Regions from separate parts of the Mus musculus genome. Here all the other regions are linked to region 2. The links are chromatin contacts, called in public Hi-C and HiChIP or PLAC-seq maps. All regions are on one chromosome and are shown on one strand. Each heading gives the region's core, a stretch centred on a gene start, on an enhancer-like site or on the middle of the called end of the contact. The rest is flanking DNA. Distances are from core to core; before and after follow the strand shown.

What was found. A called contact is a pair of places that touch in the nucleus more often than the background predicts. HiChIP or PLAC-seq counts read pairs in DNA pulled down with a chosen protein or histone mark.
Region 1: a Hi-C map of nephron progenitors shows a contact between it and region 2, with 3 times the contacts expected there. The contact joins the enhancer-like site here to the promoter of B4galnt3 in region 2. A contact is called at or near these places in 3 of 39 promoter capture datasets (the 3T3-L1 cell line, cranial neural crest and pre-B cells), 2 of 484 Hi-C or Micro-C datasets (both in nephron progenitors) and 5 of 115 datasets of contacts at active chromatin or transcription factors (craniofacial prominence, embryonic stem cells and stem cell-derived neural progenitor cells).
Region 3: a contact with region 2 is called in an H3K27ac HiChIP or PLAC-seq map of embryonic stem cells, with 8 read pairs. The contact joins the enhancer-like site here to the promoter of B4galnt3 in region 2. A contact is called at or near these places in 2 of 39 promoter capture datasets (hippocampal neurons and liver), 2 of 484 Hi-C or Micro-C datasets (the AML12 cell line and nephron progenitors), 3 of 115 datasets of contacts at active chromatin or transcription factors (craniofacial prominence and embryonic stem cells) and 1 of 9 other capture datasets (pancreatic islet).

What each region holds. Positions count from the first base shown.
Region 1 is chr6:120,109,972-120,113,747 of GRCm38.p6, forward strand. All of the region lies in intron 1 of Ninj2 (ninjurin 2), which reads left to right. Among named protein-coding and RNA genes, the nearest start is that of Ninj2, 18 kb to the left of the region's middle. Within about 2 kb of position 2,175, at least 265 of the 459 cell types and tissues checked have an H3K27ac peak or open chromatin away from gene starts, as enhancers often do. A contact at or near this core is called in craniofacial prominence, embryonic stem cells, nephron progenitors and 2 more, where this site is marked.
Region 2 is chr6:120,293,389-120,297,023 of GRCm38.p6, forward strand. It overlaps B4galnt3 (beta-1,4-N-acetyl-galactosaminyl transferase 3), which reads right to left and starts at 1,509. Exons shown (of 20, transcript NM_198884.2): 1 at 1,003-1,509. The coding sequence starts at 1,171.
Region 3 is chr6:120,064,460-120,068,365 of GRCm38.p6, forward strand. No RefSeq gene overlaps it. Among named protein-coding and RNA genes, the nearest start is that of Ninj2, 27 kb to the right of the region's middle. Within about 2 kb of position 1,487, at least 49 of the 459 cell types and tissues checked have an H3K27ac peak or open chromatin away from gene starts, as enhancers often do. A contact at or near this core is called in embryonic stem cells, where this site is marked.

The DNA.
Region 1 (3,776 bases), core at 925-3,424, 180 kb before region 2:
TTCTGTGAGGGACATGTTATGTCTTTAATTTTTTTTTTTTTAACTTCAGAAAAGATAGGTCATTTGTGCAAAGTCACCACGAGGCAAGTAGCCGAGTTTGAATGTCTCTCTGGATCACGTGGGCTCCAGTCCTTCCCTAGACTACAACTTTATTGGACTTAATAAGAAAGGATTTAGCAAAGCTGGGCTTGGCTCAGGCCAGGTGATCTCAGCATTTGGGAGGCTAAGGCAGGAGGATTGCTACAAGTCTAGCTACGGTCAGCCTCGGCTGCAGAGTGGGACTCTGTCTCAAAGTGAGCAGGGCTAGATTTGGCAAAACCCACACTCCCAGGTCTTAAGTAGATTTAGAAAGCTGAGTCAGGTTGGTGATGGAGAAATCAAAGAATAATAGGATTGTATAATGCTATCATGTTATGCTAATCTTGGCTCTGAGGAAAGATTCCCTTCTGTGTGGAAGGCAGTAACAGAGAGCATTCCCCTGATTCTGCTGGTAGCTCCCCATGCCCTCAGGGGTACATCCCAACCCCAGAACCATGGCTGCTCTGTTTGCTCTACTTGTTTTTGTTTTTTTAAATCAAATGTATTAAAATACACCCATATTATTCGCTAAATAAAAATTTGGATATAAACCCTTTAAAAGAATTTTTGCTTTGTTTTTTCCTAATTTTCTAAACAGTATTATTTGTTTGAATTGCAAATAAATACAAACAACATACACCAAGGTTAATTAGCTTTTTTTTTTTTTTTTGGATAAAATTTCTCATCAGGCTGGCTTCAAACTCTCAGCAATCCTCCTGCCACAGCATCCCCAAAACTGGGGTTACAGGCATGCACCACACAATGAAAAATGCAGTATTTGAATTCAGGAATTAATTGCGGTGTTCAGTTCTGGCCTGGGGATGTAGCTCAGAGGGTTTGTCTAATGTGTGCACAGCCCTACGGTACCATGTAGGCAGCAATGTTTCTCTTTCAGGTTTCAAGTAGACTTGGGGAAGCTCACAGCTCAAGACTTGTTGTGCACATTTACCTAGCAGGCAAAATGGCCTGCAAGTAACCCCTGCCCACCTCCCCTGCATGCTGAGATCCTATAAATACTGTTTCCCCTATCTAGAAAGTTCTCTCTCCTTCTACAGCTAGATCCCATCCACTGTCGCCTCATGGCCCTTGGCTTTTGTTCTACCGCTGAGCACTTGCATGAGTAACCTTTCAGGAGCCTCATCTATAAAGGGATCCATAGGGGATTAAGGTTACCTTCGTAGGGTATTAAGTAGCTGTCCACGAGAGCTTGGTCTCCACCAGTCTGCCTTTAACCAACTCTCACCCAGCTGCTGGAGCCCTGTTTGTCTTCTTAAAAAAAAAAACTGCCTTTTATGTGAGGAACACTCAAGAAAGGAAGTCTTGTTTTCGAGATGGGGTCTTGCTGTCCTGCCCTGGTTTGGTCAGGGGAGACATTCAGTGCGGAGGTTCCAATCTGAACCCAGCCCCTCACTCTGGTGGCATCCTTCCACCTTAGAGGGCTACCAATAGAAAAATGAGTAAATGTGGGTACAAAGGTGGAACTAGAGATGCTCTGGGACCTTTGGGACCCAGAGCAAGTATTATAATAGGGCCTCCGGAATGAGCTGGTAATTCAAAACCCAACCCCAGAGTGACAAAATGGTCTCTGACACCGGACTGTCCCTGTTATCTGAGAGGAAGGGGCTCCAGAAGAGACATGGCAGGGGAATCTCCTCATTTGGTTAATGGCATTAAATAGCTTGTGGGCTTTGGGTGTCACTCAGTGGTAGAACACTTATTTTCAGGACCCTGTCTGTGCTCACCTTCAGCCTCAGAAGCAAAGACAACAACAAAAAACAAAACAAAAACAAAAACAAAAACAAAAAACCCAACCAAACAACAAAAAGGATCTGTGGAAAGAGGTGGCTCAATGTAATACTAACCTATGGGGGACTTAAAGTGTGTACGTCATATCCAAAGGCCGCCTCCACCCCTTCTGGAAAGTCCTTTAGCTTTGTTTCAGGGAGCTCTGATGTGCCCTCCATGATGGCCTCCAAGCACACAATGACGCCTGTGGGGGTTTTCGAATGGGGGCTTTTTGCCATCCTGGTATGAAGCTGAGTTAGTCAGAAAAACTCATGCCTTGTAATCCGGATGCCTGCTAGGTAAGGGCCCTGTCACTGAGGTGTCCACAACCCAGTCACGACAGAGCCTTGGTCCTGCAGGCCTAGACCGGCTGTACACACTCCAGAGAGTTCTTGTGAGGCTTAGTGGAGGACGTTTGTAAATACAGACCCTGAGCAGAGCTCATTCTGCCTTTATCTAGTTCTGAGGGCCATGCATCAAGCAGCCGCACAGATCTGGGTGTGAAGGCTGGAACTTTAGCAACTACCAGCATTTCTAGTGTCCCTACAAGTCACACAACCAGGCGGAGAGGTGGAGGAGGGGGACGAGACGGGGGAGGGGGGCGGACTGGGGACAGCTGGGGGGGCGGGGGAATGGGAGCGTGCACACGGTCAGCTGACTGTGGCCGCCCGAGGGAGCACTTCCCAGCCCTCCAGTCTGGGGGGTGGGGGTGGGGGGACTCAAGGCGACTGGCTCCTCCTCTCCTCCGGAGCCAGCCCCTGCACAGCAAACTCCGGAGCTCAGCCCTGCTGCAGGGCTCAGTGGGGTTGTTTCAGTTCCCTTTTTCGCAGAAGAGGAGTTCTTGGTTTCCTGCTGAGTTTCCCCCAAGGCTTCCCTTCTGTTACAGCTGCTGCTACTGCAGTCACCTCAGAGTGACAGCTACCGCTTTTGAAGGCCCGGTGTTTTGTGGATGGGATGTTTTGTTTTGTTTTGTTTTGTTTTGTTTTGTTTTGTTTTGTTTTACTTCTGGTCAGAGAAATCCAATTTATAGATGAAAAAATTTAAAAGATGAGAGAAAGTTCCTTTGCTCACCGTCATGTGAGCTTATATAGAGAGTACAATACAAGCTAGCAAGGGATAACAGACGCTGTCAGATCTCTGGGTGAGGCCTATGCAGGACCATTTTTTTTTCTTTTCCTTTCTTTCCCTCCCTCCCTCCCTCCCTCCCTCCCTCCCTCCCTCCCTCCCTCCCTCCCTCCCTTCTTTCTTTCTTTCTTTCTTTCTTTCTGTTTGTTTTCCGAGACAGGGTTTCTCTGTATAGCACTGACTTGTCCTGGAACTCACTCTGTAGACCAGGCTGACCTCAAACTCAGAAATTCGCCTGCCTCTGCCTCCCAAATGCTGGGATTAAAGGTGTGCGTGCGCCACCACTGCCCGGCAGGACCATTTTGAAGTATGATATTGTTAGGACATTTTTCAACCTTAGCCATACTAGGACAGTGCTTAAGAATTCCGCTAGAATTTACCAAGAGCAGAGTCAAAGATGTGTGTGGAATTTTGACCTGACTTCCAAGAGAAGCATCCAGGTTTGGGACTTATTTCTTTTCCCATCCTCTCTGCCTGGTATAGAGAGCACAAGACTAAGCTATAGTTGAGAGCCTCTGCAAGCAGAACCTTGCTATAGACCCATACAACCTGAGGACGTTGGTCGCAGTTTGAAGGTCCAGAAAGCTTGGCATATGCGCAAGGCAAAATTTGTTTGGTTTTTTTGCTGAGATCCCAGCTAATGGCTGGTTTTTATTATTTGAAAGTCAGTATAGGCAGATTGTCAAATAATTTAATCTCAAAGCATGACTAGACAAGAGAAAGGTCTACCAACCACCTGTAGGAGCTACTCTAAAGTGAGTATACAGATTGAGGAAGGTCTAACCCTA
Region 2 (3,635 bases), core at 259-2,758:
CCGATCCTGCTTAGTTACTGACTAGGACACTCATTTCTTCTTCTGAGCCACAAAAGATAAACCATCACATCCAGCTAAGAGAAAAACTGTTGGCCAAAAAAATCTACCAGGAGGGTAGTCTTTGAGTTTCTTAAAGCAGGAAAGTGAGACCCAGTGAGAAGATGAAGTAGAACTTCCCCCCACACCCCCCCCCCTCAAGGCTGGAGAAGAGCACCTGACCCTTCTCGAAACTTCTCCACTCCTTTCTGGCTACTAGATGACTTTTAATTTTATTAAGCCTATCAAAAGTATACTGAAAGTCACTGTGGGTAATAATCATATCCATTGAAGAGGGGATAGGCCATTTCCTCCCCTTTTCCTAAGCAGAAACTTGAGTGCTTTGATGAAATAAAAATACAAGTAGGAATTTACTCATGGCAGGGTCGCCTTGGGCGGGGTCTGGGGAGTTTGTTAGATCTGTGGGTATTGCGGAGAGTGTGAAAACACTGGAGGAGGCAGTCTGGACCAGCAGAGAACCACGCATTCAGGAGGTGGGACTCTTGGAAAAAGAGGCGCACGCAAGGCGGGAAGGCCAGGCGTCTCTCTCGGAGGTGCTTTTTGAAAAGGAACCCCCGAAAGCTCGGCTGGAGGGGAAACAGCGAGCCAACCACTCCAGCAAGCCGAGGGCAAAGTTGGGGAGGCTCTGATCGCAGCGTGTGGCCGAGTGCGCCGCAGCCCCAGAGCCCGCGCTCGCAAACAGCTCTGTCCCGCGAGGCTGTGGCTCCCGCACGGTGGAAGGCGCCCCAATCCTCCACCAGCGCTCCGGATGTCCTGAGAGCGTCCCGGCTCCACTCTGTCCTGAGTGGGCAGGCCAGGATCAGCGACCCACAGTGGCCTCGACAAGCCCAGGTCCCCAGGAAAGCGCGGGGCGGCGCCGGCACCTGGAATCAGCTCGGAGAGGCGGGTCCCCGCCCGGAGCGCCCGCCCACCTCCGCCACCTCCTCGCCCCCCGGCGCTACTTACTGTGGTTCAGGGGGTTCCCGCCGGCCTGGGCCGACGCCACCAGCTCCAGATACAGAGTCCAGAGTCCCACCGATACTACGGCGAGCAGCAGCAGCAGCCGGAAGCGCCTCCTCAGCAGCTTGATCGGGCGCAGGAGCAGCATCAGCAACGCGGCGCGGGGGCTCCCCATGGCGCTTCGCCCAGCCTGCCGCTCCAGCACCCGCTACCCACCCGTCGTTCCGGCCCGGCTCCGCCGCTCAGCGCGGCGCACAGCCAGTCTCCCCGGGTCGCTCTCCAGCGGGCCGACTGCTCATGCTCGACGCGTTGGGGTGATCCTGGGCTGCGCGGGTGCCTCGCAGGTCGTTCTCCGGCCGCGGAGCCGGGCTCCTCCTCCCCAAGTGTCCGCTCCACGCCTCTCCTCGTCGCAGGCCCGCCACCTCCCTCCCTCTCTTCTTTCTCACTCCAGCGCTCTGCCCAGGAGGCTCTCCTAGTTGCCCTCCGGCCCCTGCGCTTGCTTGCTGCAGTTAGGGCGCTTTCTCTCAGCTCCGAGCATTACCTTACTCCCTACCTGTCCCGCCCACGCCTTGGCCCCGCCCCCAGGCGCAGGTGGGCCCCGCCCCCTAGAGAATGAGGGAAGGGGAGAGGTGGGGCCAGAGAGAGCTGGTCCCTGGCGTACTCACCGGCTTGGAGTTATGTGGGAGGGTGTGTGGGGTGATGATGAGGGATATGGGACTGAAAGAAGATGCGAGCTAAGACATGGACTCTGTGAACCAAGAAAACCCAGTCACCGTCAAGATATTCGAAGGCGCTCTTTCGAAGCTTGCTGTGGGGCTGAGACACATTTTTTTTAAGTGACCTCTGTGACTTTGGCCTCAGGACCTTTCTCTACCTAGAAAGACCCTAGTCACAATTAACTGACACTTCATTCAATCTTAACTGTCTTCCAAGTCAAATTTGAATACCGTTTTTTCCCTGGCGCAACTACAACTGAAAGGCACCAGGGGAGCCTTTACAAGGAGTTTCTCCAGTTTTAGGTGTTTTGGGTGAAAGATTGTTGGAGATTAAAAAAAAAAAAAAAATGGAGGGGCCACTCAAGAGCAGACCAAATGCTTAGCATTCAGGAGGCCCTGGGTTCCATCCCAGAACCATGAAAGAACTAGGGAAATGGAAAGGGGGTCTGGCAGAACTGTAGAGATGGCTCATCTATTAAGAGTGCATGGTCTGGGTCTGGAGAGATGAGATGGCTCAGTGATTAAGCATCTTCCAGGGGTCCTGAGTTCAATTCCCAGCAACCACATGGTGGCCCTCAGCCATCTGTAATGGGATCTGATGCCCTCTTCTGGTGCGTCTGAAGACAGTTACAGTGTACGTACGCATAAACAAATAAATCTCAAAAAAAGAAAAGAGAAAAGAGTGTATGATGCTCTTCTTCAGGGCCTGAGGTGGGTTCCCCAAACCCATTAATTCCAACTTCCTCTTCTAGCTTCTGCTCCAGCCTCCACTCACATGAATATACCCACACAAAGAGGCACACATGTACATTTGAGAAATAAAATATTTTAAAAAGAAAGAAAAAATGAAAAGGAGAGGCACATCTTCCTTAAGCTGCCCGTACCACAGGTGGATTCGCGCTATTTCCTTCCGAGTCTCTTCTTTTCTCCCAACTCTCATGCCACATAAAAGGTCTTCTTTTATGATTATAGAAGCTTTGAAAGAAAGGTCAAGGCAAGCTTTTTAAAGTCAGCCAAGGTCAGCACAGAGACAAAAGAAATCTAGGGGTAGAGACTGCAGAAGAGAAGAGTGATCTGGCGTACATACCAATTGTAGGAGAAATGTTTAGCATACACAAAGCCTTGGTTTTGATTTCCAGTGTAGGTGAGTGCAGCCGCATGTATACGCGCCCCCATCTCAAAAAAATCCTTAAGAGAAGAGGAAGAGGGGAAAGAGACTGATAGAATACACATTACATGATAACAGAAGGAACCTGAGGGAGGAAGGCAGTCAGTAACAGAGGGGTAAGAAGTGATGAAAAGGCTGTGTGGGAGAGGGCTGAACAAGAACATAATGAAGTGTGTGAGTGTGCGCATGCATGCGCATGTGTGTAAAACTACCATAAGAAAACTCGGGAACTGGAGAGATGGCTCAGCTGTTACGAGCACTGACTGCTCATCCAAAGGTTCTGAGTTCAAATCCCAGCAACCACATGGTGGCTCACAACCATCCATAATGAGATCTGACACCCTCTTCTGGGGTGTCTAAAGACAGCTACAGTGTACTTACGTATAATAATGAATAAATCTTTAAAAAAAAGAAAAAGAAAACTCAACATTTGGTATACTAAACTCTAAAAAAGTAATTTTTAAAAAAAAAGATCTATTTATTTATTATGCAGACAGTAGTCTGCCTGCATGTATGCCTGCTTGCCAGAAGAGGGCACCAGATTTCATTATAGATGGTTGTGAGCCACCATGTGGTTGCTGGGAATTGAACCCAGGATCTCTGGAAAAGCATCCAGGGCTCTTAACCTCTGAGCCATCTCTCCAGCCCTAAAACATTAATTCTTTTAAAAAGGAATAAAAAGGTGCATAGAGCAGCAATGTTCTACGCAGAACAATACTTTTAAAAATAGACATCTTTTAGACTTATTTTACTTT
Region 3 (3,906 bases), core at 237-2,736, 230 kb before region 2:
GTTCCAGGACAGCCAGAGCTACAAAGAGAAACCCTGTCTCAAACAAACGGAAAAAAAAAAATCAGCTCTCCTGGTAGAGCGTGGAGGTACACCTGGTAGAGCGTGGAGGTACACCTGGTAGAGCGTGGAGGTACACCTTGGCTGTGTAGTGAAGCCCTGACCTCAGTCAGAGAGAAAAGGAAAGAGAGCACAAACCCTGTGGCTCCCACTGTAAGATAAAAAACTGGGTGTGGAAGGAAGGGCAGTACCTTCTGGATTTTACAAAACTGAGACTGCTTCAGGCCAAAGTTGAGAACCTTGCTTTAAACCCCAAGCTATCCCAATCCTATGGTGGCTGTATGGCTAATGACTTGCAGAAGGCATGGCTGACAGTCCTTTGTTATGGAAAGAGCTGGGGTTGAACAGTCGGGAGAATCTCACTTCCACCTTCTATAAGGAGGAAACTTTGAAGTTACTTAAACCCTGCCGAGGGCCAGATTCCTCCTGTGTAAACATGTGGAGCTTCATAAAGCCATGACCAAGAAAGTGCCTAGCATGCACAAGCCCTCTTTCTTTCTTGCTTGCTTTGTTGCTCCCAGATTTATTGAAAACATTACAGAACAGATACAAACGGCTCCATGTGGTGTTTTGAGATTCACCCCAACTGTAGGCTGAGTAATCTTGTAGTTTAGTGAATAGGAACAAAAAAAAGAAAGGAAAGAAGGAAAGAGAGAAAGAGAGAGAGAGAGAGAGAGAGAAAGAAAGAAGGAAGGAAGGAAAGAAAGAAAGAAAGAAAGAAAGAAAGAAAGAAAGAAAGAAAGAAAGAAAGAAAGAGAGAGAAAAGAACATGACTGCTCCTAGGTATGGTAGAAGAGAAAGTTTATTGTAGATAAAAGGGAGAGCAGAGGCAGAGACACCTGGGAAAGTCCTGAGTAAACGTGACCGGACTGAGCTGGGCCATGGCGGGAGATGAGGGGAAGGGAGAGGGAGAAGGGGGAGAAAGATCCGGGAGCACAGCCAGAAGGCCAAAGGCACAAAAAACGATGGGCAACCACAATGGCCGGGTTATATAGGGGAGAAGAAGCCAGCAGCCTGGGCTGGAGGGTTCAGAGTAGGGGGCAGGGTATGCCAGCCAGGAAGGCCTTCTTAGGGGCTGAGGGACAACCTGGAAGCCAGCATCTGCTTTGATATGTTAAATAGGCGCCTCTGCCATTTGTCCCAAGTTTGAAACCTAAAGGTCAGAGAGGCTGCACTAATCCCACCAGGTAAGGATTAACCAGTACTACTTTTTTTTTTTTTTTTTTTTTGCCAAATTTGAAATAAGCTTTATTAAGTCCTGGCCATGGCGTGGACACTGGTCAGGTCCATGCCCAGGATTCCCAGAGAATGGCCCCAAAATACATTATTCAGAAGTTTATAAAAGCAAAACCTATAAGGCTACTACTCTCTTCCTGCCTTCGTTCTTTTGAGGGCAGACATACTTCCTGCCTACACACCTCCCACCTACGTGTGATAAAGCAGGTCTATGCAGTCGGGCAATGAAACTTGTTTATCTTAAATGAACAACAGCCCCCAGCAGTCCAGGGAGCTATCTGTCCTTGGGCACGTGCAGTTTACAGGTTAGAGGCATTTTTGTTTTATAAATCCCTTAAGCACATTAATTTAAACTTAAGATACAATTTGAGCCATCACAAAGATCCAGGATCCTAGGAAGTCAGGACTTGAAGGAGAAACTGTGAGGGTGAGGGACCTGGCTTGCAGGCTCACTCACAAGTTCATGCTTGACTAACCTTATACAGCCCAGTACCAACTGCTTAGAGAACTATGTCGCCCACCTTAGGTTGGGCTCTACTACTCAGTTAACCATCAAGACAATTCCACACAGATGTGCTTCCAGGCCAATCTGATCTATGTGACACCGTGATTGAGATTCCCTTCTCAGCTGGCCAGGCTGTCTGACATTGACACAATTTTACCTTAATTTTAAATGTATTTATTTGTTTGTTCATTTAAGACATGACTTCACTATGTTGTCCTGCTGGGTCTGGAATTTTCTCTGTAAAACAGGCTATACTTGAACTCAGAAATCTGCCTACCTCTCCTTTGTCAATGCCGGGATTAGAGGTCTTTGCTATCATACCTGGCCCATTATTTTTATTATTTTTATTTTATTTGTTTGTTTGTTTTTTGTTTTGGTTTTGGTTTTTTGTTTTTCGAGACAGGGTTTCTCTGTATAGCCCTGGCTGTCCTGGAACTCACTCTGTAGACCAGGCTGGCCTCGAACTCAGAAATCCTCCTGCCTCTGCCTCCCAAGTGCTGGAATTAAAGGCGTGCACCACCACCGCCCAGCTTTATTTTATTTTTAAGTGTGTGTGCGTGAGTGCATGCGTGCGTGTGTGCATATATACAGGAATGTAAGTGCAGGTGCCCACAGAATCCAGAATAAGGCTCTGGTCCCCTAGAGCTGGAATTACAGGTAGTTTTGAGATGCCAGATCAGAGGGCCAGGAACTGAACCCAGGTCCTCTGCAAGAACAGTAAGTGCTCTTAATCACAGAGCCATCTCTCCACTCCCACTACCCACAACCCCTTTTTGGACAAGATCTCATATAGCCCAACCTGATCTTGAATTTACAATGTAGCCCACAACAGTCTTGAACTCCTGATCCTTCTGCCCCAGATTCTCAAATGCTCGAATTACAGGCAGAAGCCACCACATATAGCCAACTATTACAATTTTCATTATAGTGCCTTTCTCCATATAAGAAAGGGCTAATAATGTGGTTCCAGTATTGCTCTAGGGACAGAAACACACACTAAAGCCCCTCAAAGAGATTATTCACTAAGTTCCTTCACCAAGAGATAGAGCAGAAAAGCAAGTCCCCTGAACTCTCCACACAAGCCTGAGTCCTTCTGTTTCTGCATCCACGCCATACCATCTTCCGTTTGTCTTTTAGCCTAAGAAATGTAGAATCCCTTTGTCTGAAAAGTGGGTGTGTACAGGCTATTGCCAACTAGCCACCCCAAAGGCCCTCGGGTACAGGTAAGGGAAAAGGCAAGTATTCATTTGCTGGCCTTTGATCATGAGCCACACAGTCATTAAAATCAAAATACAACCTAGTGACTTGTGTTCAGAGCTGGAATATGCCATAGCCACATTGGGAGGCCTTTTCACATAAAAATTGACTGTGTTAATTCCTTCTATAGTTTATATATGGTTTGAATGTAGCCCCTCAAAGTTCATGTGTCTGAGATTCAGTTCTCACCTGAGGTGTGTGTGTGTGGGGGGGGACCTTTAAGAAGCCAGACCTGAAGTTGTTTGAGGTGGTGCCATTATGGAACCCCAGTCTTTCTCTGGCCTCTGATCTTGAGAAGGGGTCTTTGGTTGTCCATCGTGGTAGTTTCATGCCCTTGAACCTCCAAAACCCTAATCTACATAAATATTTTCTTCACAAAGTGTCCCAGCCTCAGGCATTGCATTACAGGTTTGGAAAACCCATCAGTCCAGTTTCTCTGTGAGGTTATAGTTTGTCTTCTTCGGCTACATGAAGAACAGAGTTTTCCTGTAGTTGAACTTTGCTGGAGTCACCCTGCAGTGGTCACATCCAGGGGATGAGCAACATTCACAGAGAGGAAGAAAGGACCACAACCTTGGATTTTTCGTGGTAAGAACCAAAGGAATTTTAATGGTAAAAACCTGTTCTGAGGAGGGAAATTCCTCAACACAGCTTTCAAGATGTCTCACCAGTTTTCCCTGGATCTCTTCTCCTCCTAAGCCACCTTCATTTTCTTTTTTACTTACTCCTGGGCTCTGCTTCAGCTAGAAAAGCTACTTTGGCTCTTTCACCCCAGCTCCCTTCTCTTTCCCTCCCACTGATGGTGCTTTTCCTTTTTCTCCAGTGGAGCTGGAGGCAACTGAAGCTTAGAA